2 separate regions of the Gossypium hirsutum genome follow, and region 1 is linked to region 2. A link is a contact called in public Hi-C data. All regions are on one chromosome and are shown on one strand. Each heading gives the region's core, a stretch centred on a gene start, on an enhancer-like site or on the middle of the called end of the contact. The rest is flanking DNA. Distances are from core to core; before and after follow the strand shown. Region 1 holds the start of LOC107911778 (alcohol dehydrogenase-like 4). Region 2 holds the start of LOC107911851 (protein DMR6-LIKE OXYGENASE 2).

The links. A called contact is a pair of places that touch in the nucleus more often than the background predicts.
Region 1: a contact with region 2 is called in a Hi-C map of leaf, with 1.7 times the contacts expected there. The contact joins the promoter of LOC107911778 here to the promoter of LOC107911851 in region 2. A contact is called at or near these places in 2 of 34 Hi-C or Micro-C datasets (leaf and petal).

What each region holds. Positions count from the first base shown.
Region 1 is chrD08:40,023,572-40,030,719 of Gossypium_hirsutum_v2.1, reverse strand. LOC107911778 (alcohol dehydrogenase-like 4) reads left to right here and starts at 3,953. Exons shown (of 10, transcript XM_016839706.2): 1 at 3,953-4,123; 2 at 4,213-4,349; 3 at 4,425-4,474; 4 at 4,571-4,899; 5 at 4,991-5,073; 6 at 5,379-5,454; 7 at 5,558-5,619; 8 at 5,694-5,789; 9 at 5,883-6,044; 10 at 6,123-6,433. The coding sequence starts at 4,054. The coding sequence ends at 6,233. LOC107911784 (polyadenylate-binding protein-interacting protein 11) reads right to left here. Exons shown (of 11, transcript XM_016839737.2): 11 at 6,698-7,072. The coding sequence ends at 7,015.
Region 2 is chrD08:39,819,530-39,826,667 of Gossypium_hirsutum_v2.1, reverse strand. It overlaps LOC107911851 (protein DMR6-LIKE OXYGENASE 2), which reads right to left and starts at 1,799. Exons shown (of 4, transcript XM_016839802.2): 1 at 1,535-1,799; 2 at 1,192-1,439; 3 at 787-1,108; 4 at 309-689. The coding sequence starts at 1,759. The coding sequence ends at 438.

The DNA of each region.
Region 1 (7,148 bases), core at 2,704-5,203, 200 kb before region 2:
ATATTCTAAGAGTTCAAAGTAGATATTCAAAATTTTATCTCTTAGACTTCAATTTTAAAAAAATCATTTTGTCAATTTTGTTCAATTTTAACTTTTATTCAAAAACACTTCGATTTTTTATATCAAAACTTTTTATCAAATAAAGCTTGGAAAAAAATTAGGGTTCGAAGAAGACAAAACAAATTAGAAACAATGAAAAGAAAAAGAAAAACAAAGCGTAAAATCAAGAAAGATAAAGATTAGGGTGAGATTGAAAAAGGTTGAATAGAAAAAGATGAAAATAAGATGGATGTTGGAAAGGTTATCCCCCTTGAAGAACAAAGCTTCAATAAAAGCAACCAATAGTGATGATCAAAAGCAGATGTCTTATGAAACCTTTTGAAGAAGAAACTTAAACAAGCTTCATAAATGGCCCTAAGCAACCCCCTAAGGCCAAACCATGGGAATTTGAGGGGGTGGGAAGAGTTCTCCCACGACTTCAAAGAGAAAACTAAGAAGAAAACCTACTTCTAAAATAAATAAAAGAAAAATCTCACAAATAGAAATAAATTAAAGAGTTGAAATTTATTAATCAATATATATTATGAATAATAAAGAGGCCTTTATATAGGCTAACTAATTACATCAAAATAAAACTCCTAAGTAGAATAAAACTCTAATTAATCTACACAAAAAGTAGTTCTAATAGAATTAAACTTTTTTGTTGACTAAGAAATATAAAACGTCTAAACAACTTAAAATACTTAAAAAATATCTTAAAATTTATAATAAATAAACAATAAAAATATAAAACCTAATAGATAGAATATTAAGCTCATATATAATCAAAATTGAATCTCAAAATTGAACCCAACATGATTTAAACTCGAATTAAAGCTCGAAACTCATAATTTCCCATAATAATTTTGCCCAGAAATTTTGCTTGCACGGTCTTCACTAAAATGATCATAATTTTATCTCCCAAACTCAAAATCGAGTGATTCAAAGTGTGTTTTGAATTTAAGAGATATCTCTTTAAATGCTATGAATACATATCAACCCAGAAATGCTTGGATCACATCAAAAAAATTGTTGCAAGTCGATTGATTTTCCAAACTTTAAAATTGGCTGCTTTGGTGAATTGAATTTAATAAATTTCACCCCATCTATGCATGTATCATTAAGCCAAAAATGACATTCTAAGCTATTGTGATCAATCATCTTTATTTCTTGATGAGTATAAACTTGTTTAAGTAAGAACTTAAAAAGCCTCTCATACAATATCATTGGGGTTTTTTTTTAATCCATACAGTTCCTTAATGAGTTTGTAAACATGATTGGGATGCTTGGAGTCTTCCAATCCTTTAGGCTACTCCAAAAACACTTCTACACTGATGAAACCATTTAAGAACACAATGATTAAATCTATCTAGAACTATTTGATATCTAAGAAAGTTGCAACGACCAATAATAGTCTGATGGCCTCCAAACGAGTTACAAGTGTAAAAGTCTCATCAAAGCCAACTCTCTCCACCTGTGTGTAACCTTGAGCCACAAGTCTAGCTTTGTTTGTAGTGATGTTCCTATGCTCATTATTCTTATTCTTAAATATCAATTTTGTAACAATTACATTTCATCATTCAGACCTGGGGACTAATTGTCATACATCATTACTTTGAAATTGATTCATCTTTTCTTGCACTGCTTGAATCCAATGCTCATCTTTGAGAGCTTCTTCAAACTTCTTAGGCTCCATGGAATAAGTGCAACACACCACCCTAACCATGTCACGATAGTTTGGGCTAGGCTTGTTTACCATCAATTTCACCAATTACACTATCCAAATGATGGTTTTTGCCTACCCTTGGGGATGGTTGTGGTTAGGAAAAGACATATGCAAGTTTATCAGTACTAACAATTTGCCTAGTTGCAATTTCTTCTACAACTGGCTCCATAGTTTTTTTTTTTTTTTTGCATACTCACTAGATACGGGACTTCTTGGTACAACTTTGATAACTACATTGGTGCACTTGTTGTTCACTTTATGAGTCTTATTATTTGTAAAGTACCCAAGGAAAATACCATCATCGTTGTCTGCACTAAACTTCTATTGGTATGTTTTATCTCTAAGTATATAACATACACTCCTAAAAAGATAAAAGCATCCTACAGACGGTTTCCCTTCCTCTCTAGATTTCATTAGGTGTCATCCCATTTTAAGTCCTAAACAGATAAAAAGAGTTGAATTTGACCATCAACCTTTTAAATTCAACTTTTTTTAAAATATTTAAATTTTTCATTTTTTAACGGAAATATTGACTAAAACGTTAAATTTTTAAAATGGCAACTCTCATGACAATCCACATGTACTTCATGTTAATTTTTGAATTTTATAAACTTTATATATATTAATTTTAGATACTTTTATAATTTTTAAATTATTTGTTAGCATGGTATATAAGACAAATAGTGTTGTATCAGCATAAAGTATAAGTGGATTATCACATGGGTTGTCACACCAACATTGTTAAAAGGTTAATGTTTTAATCAATATTTCCACTGAAAAAACGATCTGAGTTTTTTTGAAAGGCTAATAGTTAACTTTAATTTAAAAAGAAATAAAAGTCAAATTAACAAAAAAATGCAACTATTAAAGACTAAATTTGTCATTCAGTTTAATTTTATAGATAAGTTATGGTGATGCCAATTATGAGGATTGTTATTTCTTTTCTTTTAGTACGTTACAGGAGGAAAATTACATTAGTAGGTTTGAATTTTTGTGTTTGAGGTATAAAAAAAGTTTAGAGACCAAGTCAATTGGACTCCTATTTTGTTATAACATTATGGCTGCTATTGAGGTATAAAAAAAGGAAGGTTTACTTTTGCAACCAAGAAAGAAAATGCGGAAGAGACCGACTTACAAAGTAAAAAAAGGGGAAAACGAAGAAATTACTGGCTTAAAACTGATTTCCATCTTATTTTTATTCATAAAAAATAAAAACAATTTTAAAATAAATTTAATTTTTATACTTCCATCTCAACCACTTAAATTAAGTAAGGTGGGAGTCAATTTCATGTGCATGGGCATGGGCATGGGCCAACTTATTTTCTTCCCAAGCCAGCTGAATTTGCCTTGGTTTAGTGAATTATTTGCTGCAATTGTCTTGCTGTTATTTTTTTATTTTGTTATTATTTTTTTGAATATTGAATAATTTTTATTGTATTATTAATTTTGATATTATGTTAGAGGTATTTATTTGCTAAGTTTTAGTTATTTTAGTGTTATTTAAATATAAAAATATTTTTTGATATATTTTTAATTTATTGAAAAATATTTATTTTAATATGTATTATATTTTTTAAATTTATTTTATATAAAATAATAATAATATAAAGTTTTATATTCCTATTTCCTATCCCCTTCCTGTCCTGTTTAAAAGTCAACGATGCACTTGATTGACTTTATTTTTTCTCTCGAAAGGAACCGTTTGGAAACAAAACCGGTAACAATAATATCATCGGGAATTGACTTGAATTGATATTAGATATTGATGGGTTTATGGTTAAATTCCGAGGATCTAAGGGGGGTTTTATTATTATTTCAATTTCCTTCTTGCTTTTGGTGTGTTTGGTTCCTGAGAATTCTTTTTCTGGGGATTTCTTATTTCTTCCAAAATATTGTTTGAAAACATAGGTGGTCTCTCTATCAATATGACCGCCTCATTTTTTTTAAAAAAAATATGAATATATCACATGTCAGATTAAAAAATGATAGCGTATTTGATTATAAAATTTTAATATTTGGACTGTTCGATTAAAACTGGTGCGTTGGACCATATTACCCCACAAATTAATTGCGCAATAAAAGAAACAATAATCAGGGATTAGACAATTCCACACGAATTAAACAGCCTTTTTTTTAATCATCAAGCCATGTGAGATTACTAATCTAAGCTTATAAATATTACCCAGAATGAAGCTTCAAACACCCGCCTTTTCACATCAAAACAAACTCTACACCAGGTTTCTGATACAATCTCAGCTGCTTGGTTCATTAAGAGAGAGAAGAAGAACATGGATGTTGGTTACCATTCGTATGAGACCGAGTCAACCCACACTGCAGGGAAAGTCATCACTTGCAGAGGTAAACAAAAGGCGCCTCTGGTTTTCTCTCTATTTTCCTATGATCAACAATCCGGGATTTAGATTGAGTGTGATGTTCCCTTGTTGCAGCTGCTGTAGCATGGGGTCCTGGACAGCCTCTCGTCATTGAAGATGTTCAAGTGGCACCCCCTCAAAAGATGGAGGTGAGGGTCAAGATTCTCTTCACTTCAATCTGTCACACGGATCTCAGTTCTTGGAAAGGCGAGGTAATTAAACCCATCAATCATTTGTTTTTAACTCTTTCATCTCAACCTCTGACCCTTGTGGCTTTTGTTTTAAAGAATGAAGCACAGAGAGCATATCCTCGAATTCTAGGCCATGAAGCTGCAGGGTATGTGACCAGGAACTAATTATATTTGTTTTCCCCCAAAGAAAACTATGAAAGCGTATTGCTGATGAATGAAGGATATGCTGGTGTTTGTTCCAGGATTGTTGAGAGCGTTGGGGAAGGTGTTGAAGACATGAAAATAGGTGATCATGTCATCCCTTTCTTCCAAGGGGAGTGCGGCACCTGCATCTGTTGCAGAAGCCAAAAAACTAATCTCTGCCAAAAGTTTGGAGTGAATCCATTGAAGAGCGTGATGGTAAATGATGGGAAGACGAGGTTTTCCACCATGGATGGGAACCCCATCTTTCATTTCCTCAACACCTCCACTTTCAGCCAGTACACCGTTCTTGATTCTGCCTGTGTAGTAAAGATTGACACCAAGGCCCCCCTCGAGAAAATGAGCCTCTTAAGTTGCGGTGTCTCAACTGGTATAAACTAATCACCAAAAAAACAATATCCCTCTCTGTTGGCCTATATTCAACTCGTAGTAATGTCTCTGGCTGACTGTCAATTTGTCAGGCGTGGGAGCAGCTTGGAATGTAGCCAACGTGCAACCTGGCTCAAGCGTGGCAATCTTTGGGTTGGGTGCCGTGGGACTCGCTGTGAGTCGCTTTGCTGACCCAATAAAATTCATATTTTAGTATGAATACAGTGTTGGACGTTACTGAGAAGTGAAAAGAATCAAACCATGCAATCTAGCGTGAACCGGATAAGCCGTAAATAATTAAATAATACATAAATTTTATATGTAGACAGCTCTGATTTCCTTGCCACTTTTGCTTTTTCCTGAATCTAACATAAAATAGAAATGCATATTTTTCAAGTAAATCATATAGTACGTAGCGTGAATCATCCCATGTGCTAAAGATATAAAATAGTGAAGTAATGGCAACTTGGAATGGAGCAGGTAGCTGAAGGAGCACGAGTAAGAGGTGCATCGAAAATAATAGGCGTTGATATCAACCCTAGCAAATTTTTCAAAGGTATTTATTCCCCCCCATCTTTTCTAGCGATGGCAAGATTTAGTGTTTTATGAGTAAATTAATATTGGAAGGTTATATAATGTTGTGGGTGGCGGTGGAGCAGGCAAAGCAGTGGGAATTACAGAATTCATAAACCCAAAGGATCTAGACGTACCAGTGCATGAGGTTAGTATTTAGTAATCATCATTTATGCAACTGTGGAATATAATAGACTTAAAAAAACAAATGGGTGAGCGCAGAAAATCGGAGCTATTACAGAGGGAGGTGTAGACTACAGCTTCGAATGTGTAGGAAACCTTGAAGTTCTTCGAGAGGCATTTTTGTCCACCCATACCGTAACTCCCTCCTCTTATCACCCTGCCTCTGATTTCCCAGTTTCATCTATTGTTGTCCCCCTTTAATCATCAAAGTGTGGCATGCATACACAGGGATGGGGACTGACAGTACTACTGGGGATTCACCCAAGCCCAATGTTGCTGCCTCTCCATCCAATGGAGTTATTTAACGGACGCCAAATCGTAGGATCCATCTTTGGAGGCTTCAAAGGCAAAACCCAACTGCCAAAGTTGGCCGAACAATGCATGTGTGGGGTAGGTAAAAGTTAAATCATCAATTCAAGCCCTGCTTCTTTCTTACAATCAAACTGAGTTTTTGGAATATGATTCCAGACCCTGAACTTGGACGAGTTTATCACACATGAGCTTCCCTTCCACAACATAAATGAAGCTTTTCAACTGCTAATCGAGGGGAAATCGCTTAGATGCCTTCTGCACCTCTGAGCTTTTACGCAATAAAATTATATAAATAAATCATATAGGTGCCGGTTGATTCACAATCACTGGCTTGTTTGTAGTAAAATTTTCTTAAATTTACGGTGCTTCAGTTCAGCATGAGCCCCCCACAAATTTCCTGCTTGTTAGATGATGTAAAACTTCTATCGATCAATTTGGTATCCCAACTATATTATTTTTCTTCGGAAGTTCGGGGCCTCCATGAACGTACAACCTGGAATTCTCAATGACTTGATTGATATTGGCGTAAAGCAGATCAGATCATATAGTTCATGCACCCAAGAAAAAATCCAACTAGCATGAATTTTATCTAATGCCGCCCAAAAGATCAAATGAAATAACACAAATTTAAGACTAAATAGGAGAGGAGGTAAAAGAATTGATAGAGCGGGCATCTCATCTCCAGTGGCATCAAGCCAAAGCTTGGCACAGTACCAGTGACACAAAAGTACTAGAGAACCACTCCATCAATTACATAGCCCAGAATGTGCAAAAAGTTCAATTTGGGACAAACCCTGTCCACATTAGTGAGTAATAATGCATAATATCTTTCAAAGCCTCGAAGTTCCATCCAACTCTATGTACTGCAAGTTGCAAGAATAAACAAAAGACAACAACACCTAGGGTAAACAACCAAGCGCTGCAGAGGACAATATATATAATATAAATGGACAAGCCATCCACATGGGAAACATCTTTACATGGGTGTGTGTATGGATTTTAAATATATATAAACCAGTACTAAAATCAGTTGGAGTGCCACAATGATTCAGTGCATGGGAAGGCGAGGGGTGCGCGGCCGAACTGGGGTCTTCGATGGGCTTACCCTGATCATACACAACAACAATAATATACTCAGAACACAATGGGAATAAATGCTTAATCAATCTTTGCAGATAAATT
Region 2 (7,138 bases), core at 550-3,049:
CTTTTAATGGCGCTTGTGTTATAACCAGTTTCAAGGCCTACTAGTGAGAGCGTGTTGGTCTTCTTCATTAGCATCGGTTCTAGCCTGTTGGGTAATTTCCTTAGGTTGCTAAAAAAGTAAAATTCACTATAATTTTTCAAATTCATAGATTGGTTACAATTTTAATATAACTACTTTACGTATATAAATAAAATCCAAATTGAAATCCTCAAAATTGGCATTAAAGTTTTGATGGTCTTGTAAATTGAAAAAGTAGAAGGTAGGAAAAGGTGAGTTGCAAGTCCCGTTTGCAGAGATGGAAATGTATATGAAACAGTGAAATACCATCATCTAGCACCTTAATTAAGACGCTTCAGTAATTAACATTATCTGGGAGGTCGAATAAGACAACTCCGTCTAATCTCGACTTTAAAATATGAATTCATGAGAATAGATAATTATGGAATACAAGTTTTGAACAGGTCGAGGCAGCATTCGCTAGCAAGTCCCCTCTTCCAAAATTTTTCATAGTATTCGCCATAACTAAAACTTCGATACACTGCAGGGTGATCATCGTCGATCAAGTCCGTAGCAGGGCCTATCAAAGCATCAGGTGAGGGACAATAGAAGGTTGGGATGGATATTCGTTCTTTATTGCAGTTCACAACAGCTCGATGGAGCAGACTTTTGTAACGATCATTGCTAATTACCTGTTACAAAAGATCACCACTCACTTTTTCTTTTTCTTTTTTTTTCTGGATTAACAAATAAATAAACAAAGGTTACAATCACAATCCACCACTTCACCTGCATTTGATCGCCGATGTTGACAATGAAGGTGTTGCGAATGGGATTGACAGCAATCCACTTGCCATCTCTTAAAACCTGTAATCCAGGGATGTCATCTTGAAGAAGAATAGTTATTAAATTAGGATCAGTATGGCCAGGCAAGCCATAAGTAAGTTCTGGTTGTGGACAAGGTGGATAGTAGTTTAAAGCCATGTGTTGCCCATGCTTGCTTAGGGTCTTATCTATATGATCTCTCTTCAGCCCTAAGCTGTCTGATATGGCCTCAAGCAGTCGTAGCACTAAACCTCTAACGCTACTGCAATACTCGGCTACGTCGTCCCTGACAGGAACCACAAATTCAGTCATGCTTAAAATTAAAAGATGAAAACCATTGGCTTATTTATGCTACTATATTATTAAAACCTGAAGGATGGGGGATTTGAAGGCCATGCGTTTACGTGATCTTGGAGAGGGTAGCAATGGAGTCTCAGAAAATCCCTCCAGTTGGCAACCTTCTCCGTCTTAACGTTGAAACTAGTTGACAACCGGTTGGCGACGGACGGGTCGTCGGAGTAATTCTTCAACCGCTCACTCTCCGGTAAATAAAAGAAATCTCTAGCTAAACGCAGCATGTTGTTGATGGTGGATTCTGAAACCCCATGGTTCTTAACCTGATCATACAGTAGAATAGAAATCACTAAACAGACTTAACTAGTAGGAGTAGCAAGCGACAATTACAGCCAAATCAAAATATTTGTTTGGGTACCTGAAAGAAGCCATCATGTTGGCAAGCTAGGGCAATCTGTTTAAGAACATGAGAGCGGTTGGGGCCATGGAGGTCCTGAAGGTCGATCAGAGGGATGGAAACATTTGATACGTGAACATCAATCAGGTTTGGACGGTCGGAGATTGGTCTGATGTAATTGGTAGGCACCAGTTTAACTGTAGTTGCGAGGTCAGTGAGTAGTGGCTTGGTGGTGGAGAGCGCCATGGGAATGGAGTATGATATTTAATTACTTTGCACAACTTTGGAGGTTCCGGCTTTCAGCACCCATTTAAACCACTCATTTTCTGATGACGTTGAGATGCTGATATCACAAGATGTACGTAATCTTTCTGCCATTTATTTTTAATTGCAAAATTCCAGAATCGGACAAATGATGTTACAGCTTTTACAGCATCACATTACTTAACTAATGTTAAAGGCCATGTGAACATGAAGATGGTATTCTTGGAGTTTAATCAGGAATGTCAAATTACTTTCACATGTGAATGATTGCCAAGTCACTAGTTTCTTTTTCTTTTTAAATGACGGTTATAGTATTTAAATATTCAAAATTCCTAAATATCTTAATATCTAAAAATATTATTAATTAGATTTAGTATTTGTATTTGTAATTATAAAGACAATAGAAATTATTCCATACCTTAACAACCATCTCATTAACTTATTTACGGGTGCAACCAAATTCAAATGCATGCTCATGTCGGTACGCTAACACCATTAATTAATGTAATATTTTTTCTATTTTACAATTTAAATAATAATGATTTATTTTACATTCTAATTTTATAAAAAAATATTTTACTTTTTAATTTAATTTTTCGTCTTTTTTAGTTATTAAATTTAGGGATATTTAAACTTCAATTAAAACCAAATTAACTGACCGAGTCGAACTAATTCGGTTAATCGACCGATAGCCGAACATATAGTTTGGTTGGAGGTTGGTTAATGGTTTTTTGGAATTTCGGTTACCGGTTAATTGGTTCGAAATCAAGTAATTAACCGAATTAACCAAACTTAATAATTAATATTATGTGTTAATTTCAATGTATTTATTTGATATGTTTTATACTTGTTTTAACTAAAAGACAAAAACATATAAATTGCGATTAATTCAGTTAACCGATCGAATTAATCAAAATATTTCAGTTCGGTTAAAGTTTTTTTGAAAAAATTTCGGTTCGGTTAACAGTTAAAGAATTATACAGTTCGGTTAATGCTAGTTCGGTTCAATTATAACCGAACCAATCGTTTCAACACTCATATTTCAACTTGTGTTTTTTTGTCAAATCACCCAAATGAATAGAAAAGTTAATATTTCTTAACTCTGCTAATGTGGCCTACACATGGATGATACATCAACATTCAATTAATTTTTTTAAATTTAAAAAATTTTAAAAAGTTATAAAACAATATTTTTTTAATTTTTTTAAAATTAATTAAATATTTTTAAAATTAATTAAATACTAACATGTCACAAAATCATAATTCATATATATTTTACATTAACTAAGTTAATAGAATTTAATTTTTCATCAATTTTGAGAAAAATTGATAAAAATAAAAAAAAATTATAAATTTAGAAAAATTAATAAAAAGTTAAAATAATTTTTTAATCAAATGTGCAAAAAGAGTTAGATATTTATATATTTCAAGCCGAAAAAGAGTGGTCACTTATAATAAGCAGGTAGCCCCTAGGCTTACAACAAGAAAAGCTGTCGACAAAGGCTTGGCTATTTTACTTTAATAGCCCAAAAAATATTATATTTACAAAAATAATTCAAATTTAAAAACAATAACTAAAACAATTTGCAATAAACAGTAAAATCGGGTTGTGGTCTGTCAATAGCCGGAACTAACTCGTATTTTTTTACTTTTTTTGTGTCAAAAGAAGGTATCAGTATACTAAAAAAGTTAAAAAAAAATTTGGTGGTGGCCTGCCAATGGCCGGCACCACTTTTTTTGTGGGAATTTTTTTTTTACATTTTTCGTGTCAAAAGAAGGTATCAGTATACGAAAAAAGTTTAAAAAAAATTTTTTTGGTGGTGGCCTGCTAATGGCCGGCACCACTTTTTTTGTGGGAATTTTTTTTTACATTTTTCGTGTCAAAAGAAGGTATCAATATACGAAAAAAGTAAAAAAAAAATTTGTGCTGGCCTGCCAATGGCAGGCACCACCTTTTTTGTGGAATTTTTTTTTTACTTTTTTCGTGTCAATAGCAGGTATCAATATACGAAAAAAGTAAAAAAATTAATTTTTCTCGTATTCTAGTACCGGCCATTGACATAACAAAACTCGAAATTTTTTTTTCGTGTACAGGGGTGCCGGCCATTGACAGGCCAGCACCCAAATTTTTTTTTATTTTTTTCTTTTTTGTATATCAGTATTATATAATCTAAAAAAATACACTGGTTCCGGCCATTGACAGGCCAGAACCAAAAAAATCATTTTTTTAAGTCTGACACAATTATCAGGCAATCATGGGTCTAAAATACGAGTTGGTTCCAGCCATTGACTGGCCACAACCCGATTTTACTGTTCATTTCAGGTTATTTTGGTTATTATTTTTAAACCTGGGTTATTTTTGTAAATATAATAATTAAACCTGGGTTAATTGAGTAGGGACGAAATTACCATTTATTAAAAGCTCAGGGGAAAAATGGTAATAAACATCTTGCAATAAAACAGTTTTGGGCAGCAGTAGTAGACTAAATTTGAAAAATCACCATAAATTGTGGAAATCGAATTAGAGGATGAAAAAAATGGAAGTAAAGATTATTGAATCTAGTTTCTCATAGAAGAAACTGTATAAGTAATGGAATTGTAAATCATGAGATATAATAAATTTTCTGAGACAATGTCAGAATGAATTCGGGTTCCCCTGTTCTGACTTTAGAAAATCATCAAAAATTGGATAAAAATAATTAGGGGTTAAAATTTAATTTTTAAATTATTAATGAGTCTATTTTCAATATAAACAAACAAAAACATTATCAAAATTTTGTACTAAGAGATAATTAATTTTTAGCAAAGAAATGTCGAAGCTGTCAGACAACAGAACAGGGGTAAGTTTGAAGATTTTACTATACTTATTGGCTAAACCAAAAAAAATTTTAAATTTTATGGTAGAAAGGTATTTGAGTCTAGTTTCAGAAACATCAAGCGGTTTTTAATTTGAAATTCTGTAGCTTGAGATATAAATAATTTAGTTACTACAACTCAAGTAGACAGCTTTGAATGAACTACAAATAATAGTGGAATTATAGAGAATGTTACATATGAACATGAAATGTATTAAATTGATGATTAAATTTATTTATTTAGATCCAAAAAATTCAAATACAAAGTTAGATCGAGGAAAGAAAAAATTTTTGGATTAGTAGATTTTTTAATACGAACAAGTATCGAGGTAAGTTCGTGTAACCTGAATTATATTCTTAAATGCTTGAAATGTATGTTGTCGAAACCATTTTTTTTAAAAAAAGGACCGACTTTTGAAAATAAAATAGGAGTCGCCACCGATCCTTTATTGGGGTGTGATCGGCTCACCTTAAAAACGGTTTTGGTCTACGAATTTTGAGAAAGTAGGTTCGGGAGTCGGTTACGCCCGAGGAAGGGTTAGCACCCACGTAACGCCCAAAATTGGTACCGAATTGATTGTTTAATGTCTTAATGTCAAAATTTTGAAAAGATTTTAAAAATATGATCCTTTTAACTTGAATAAATTGAATAATAAAACACTCTTATTTCAAAGAAATAAAATGTCACACCCAGTGAGTTAGGGCGCATCATTTTTAATCTTCAAAATTAAGTTTATCTTTTAACTTTAAAAACCCATGCATTTGAGAAGGATATTTGATTATTCGGGTCAAATGAGAAAGTCAAAACCCAATAAGTTAAGGTTTAATTTCACAAAATTCCTAAATATCGAATATTGCCTTTATTCTCATTTGTTAGAAAAATTCTCATTTCGAGAAAACGACACCTCACATCCAATGTGTTAGGATACAACGTGTCGAATTCCCGAGAATGGGCTTTTTATTTGTGTGTTAATTAAAAGGAATATTCGGTCTCTTAGATATTGGAATCCAGTGAGTTAGGACACAATCTTTTCGAGGATCACAAATCTCCAGTGTCGTGTTATTTTGAAAGCTTTTTGAATAAAAGTGTTTTTGATATTTAAATAAATTGTGATCCGATTGAATGGTAGTGCATAATTCAAAATAATAATTCGTAAATTACGATACACTAGTGGACGATAGATCGTCAAATAATATAAACAAGCGATGGATAAATTCAAACAAGAATAGCAACCATAATCTCGATCATACAACATTCAAAAAGTAAATGAATTACTAATCAAACTTTTCTTAAGATACACTAAAAAGAAAATTATAATAAATAAGTCATATGTACAAGAATTTGTAAAAATGAACAATATAGGTATATAAGCATGAAATATTATTAAAAATGGAGAAAAAGAACAAACAGTACATAAAATAATAATACTTAAATGCATTTTTAAGTAAATATTATAAGAAGGAAATCAAAATGTATAAGGTAATATACATATTAATTTAAAAGAGTAATAGATATGGAGTGGAAAACTTAATAAAAATAATATATGAACACTTTTAAAAGAAAACTTAACATTAATAATTAATAAATCCATAATATATATAGATATATATAGATTAAATATAATTTAATGACACTAATGTTATATAAAAAAATTAAAGAGAAAAGATAAAAGGATAAAATATATATATAAACATATCCGATTTGCATAAAAATATATATAACTATGTCAAATTTAAATAATAATACATGATAACTTTGAACAATGTTAATGATAAATTTGAAGTAATAATATATTACAAATCAGAATGATATTGATGATAAATTCGCAAAAAGATTAAGTTTAAACCAAAAATGCTAGATTTAAAATTAAACATGTGTATATATATATTTAAAACAGAATAATAAATTTTAAACAAAATGAAAATCAAGTGCATTAAATTAAACAAGTATGGATTAAATTAAAATAAAGATGGAATTGAAAGGAATAAATGAAAATAAAATAAAGCAAAGGGGGCCAAATGTAGCACACGGATGACTTGGGAGACTAAATGGGAAATAATCTCGTCCCTCCAAAACGCGGCGTACAACCTGGGCCAAAATGAAGCAAAAGCAAAATCAAACATGAAATCCATAAATAAAGAAAAAAACTGATATGAAAACGCCACGAAGGAAGGAGGTTCAAATTCCCAAATAGACCAAACGCCCAAAGTGCGCGGATCCTTCTTTGGATCAGGTCACCACGTGGGTCACTGGCCATTACACTGCGCCGTTTGTTGTCTGTCTATAAACTAAAAAACCTAATAAGTTTCAGTTCAAAATCAAAACCTAAAAAAAAAAAACTATCCTCCCTATGCGCCGTTCTGCGTTCTGAGAGCATCCGAACGGTCTCCGATCCCAGCCCCTACTCCGATGACGACGGAGAGAACCAGGATCGTGCTACCAGGTAACTCATTTCTTTCTTTCTATTGTTTCTCCTTTTTTTTTCTAAAACTAATGAACATACAA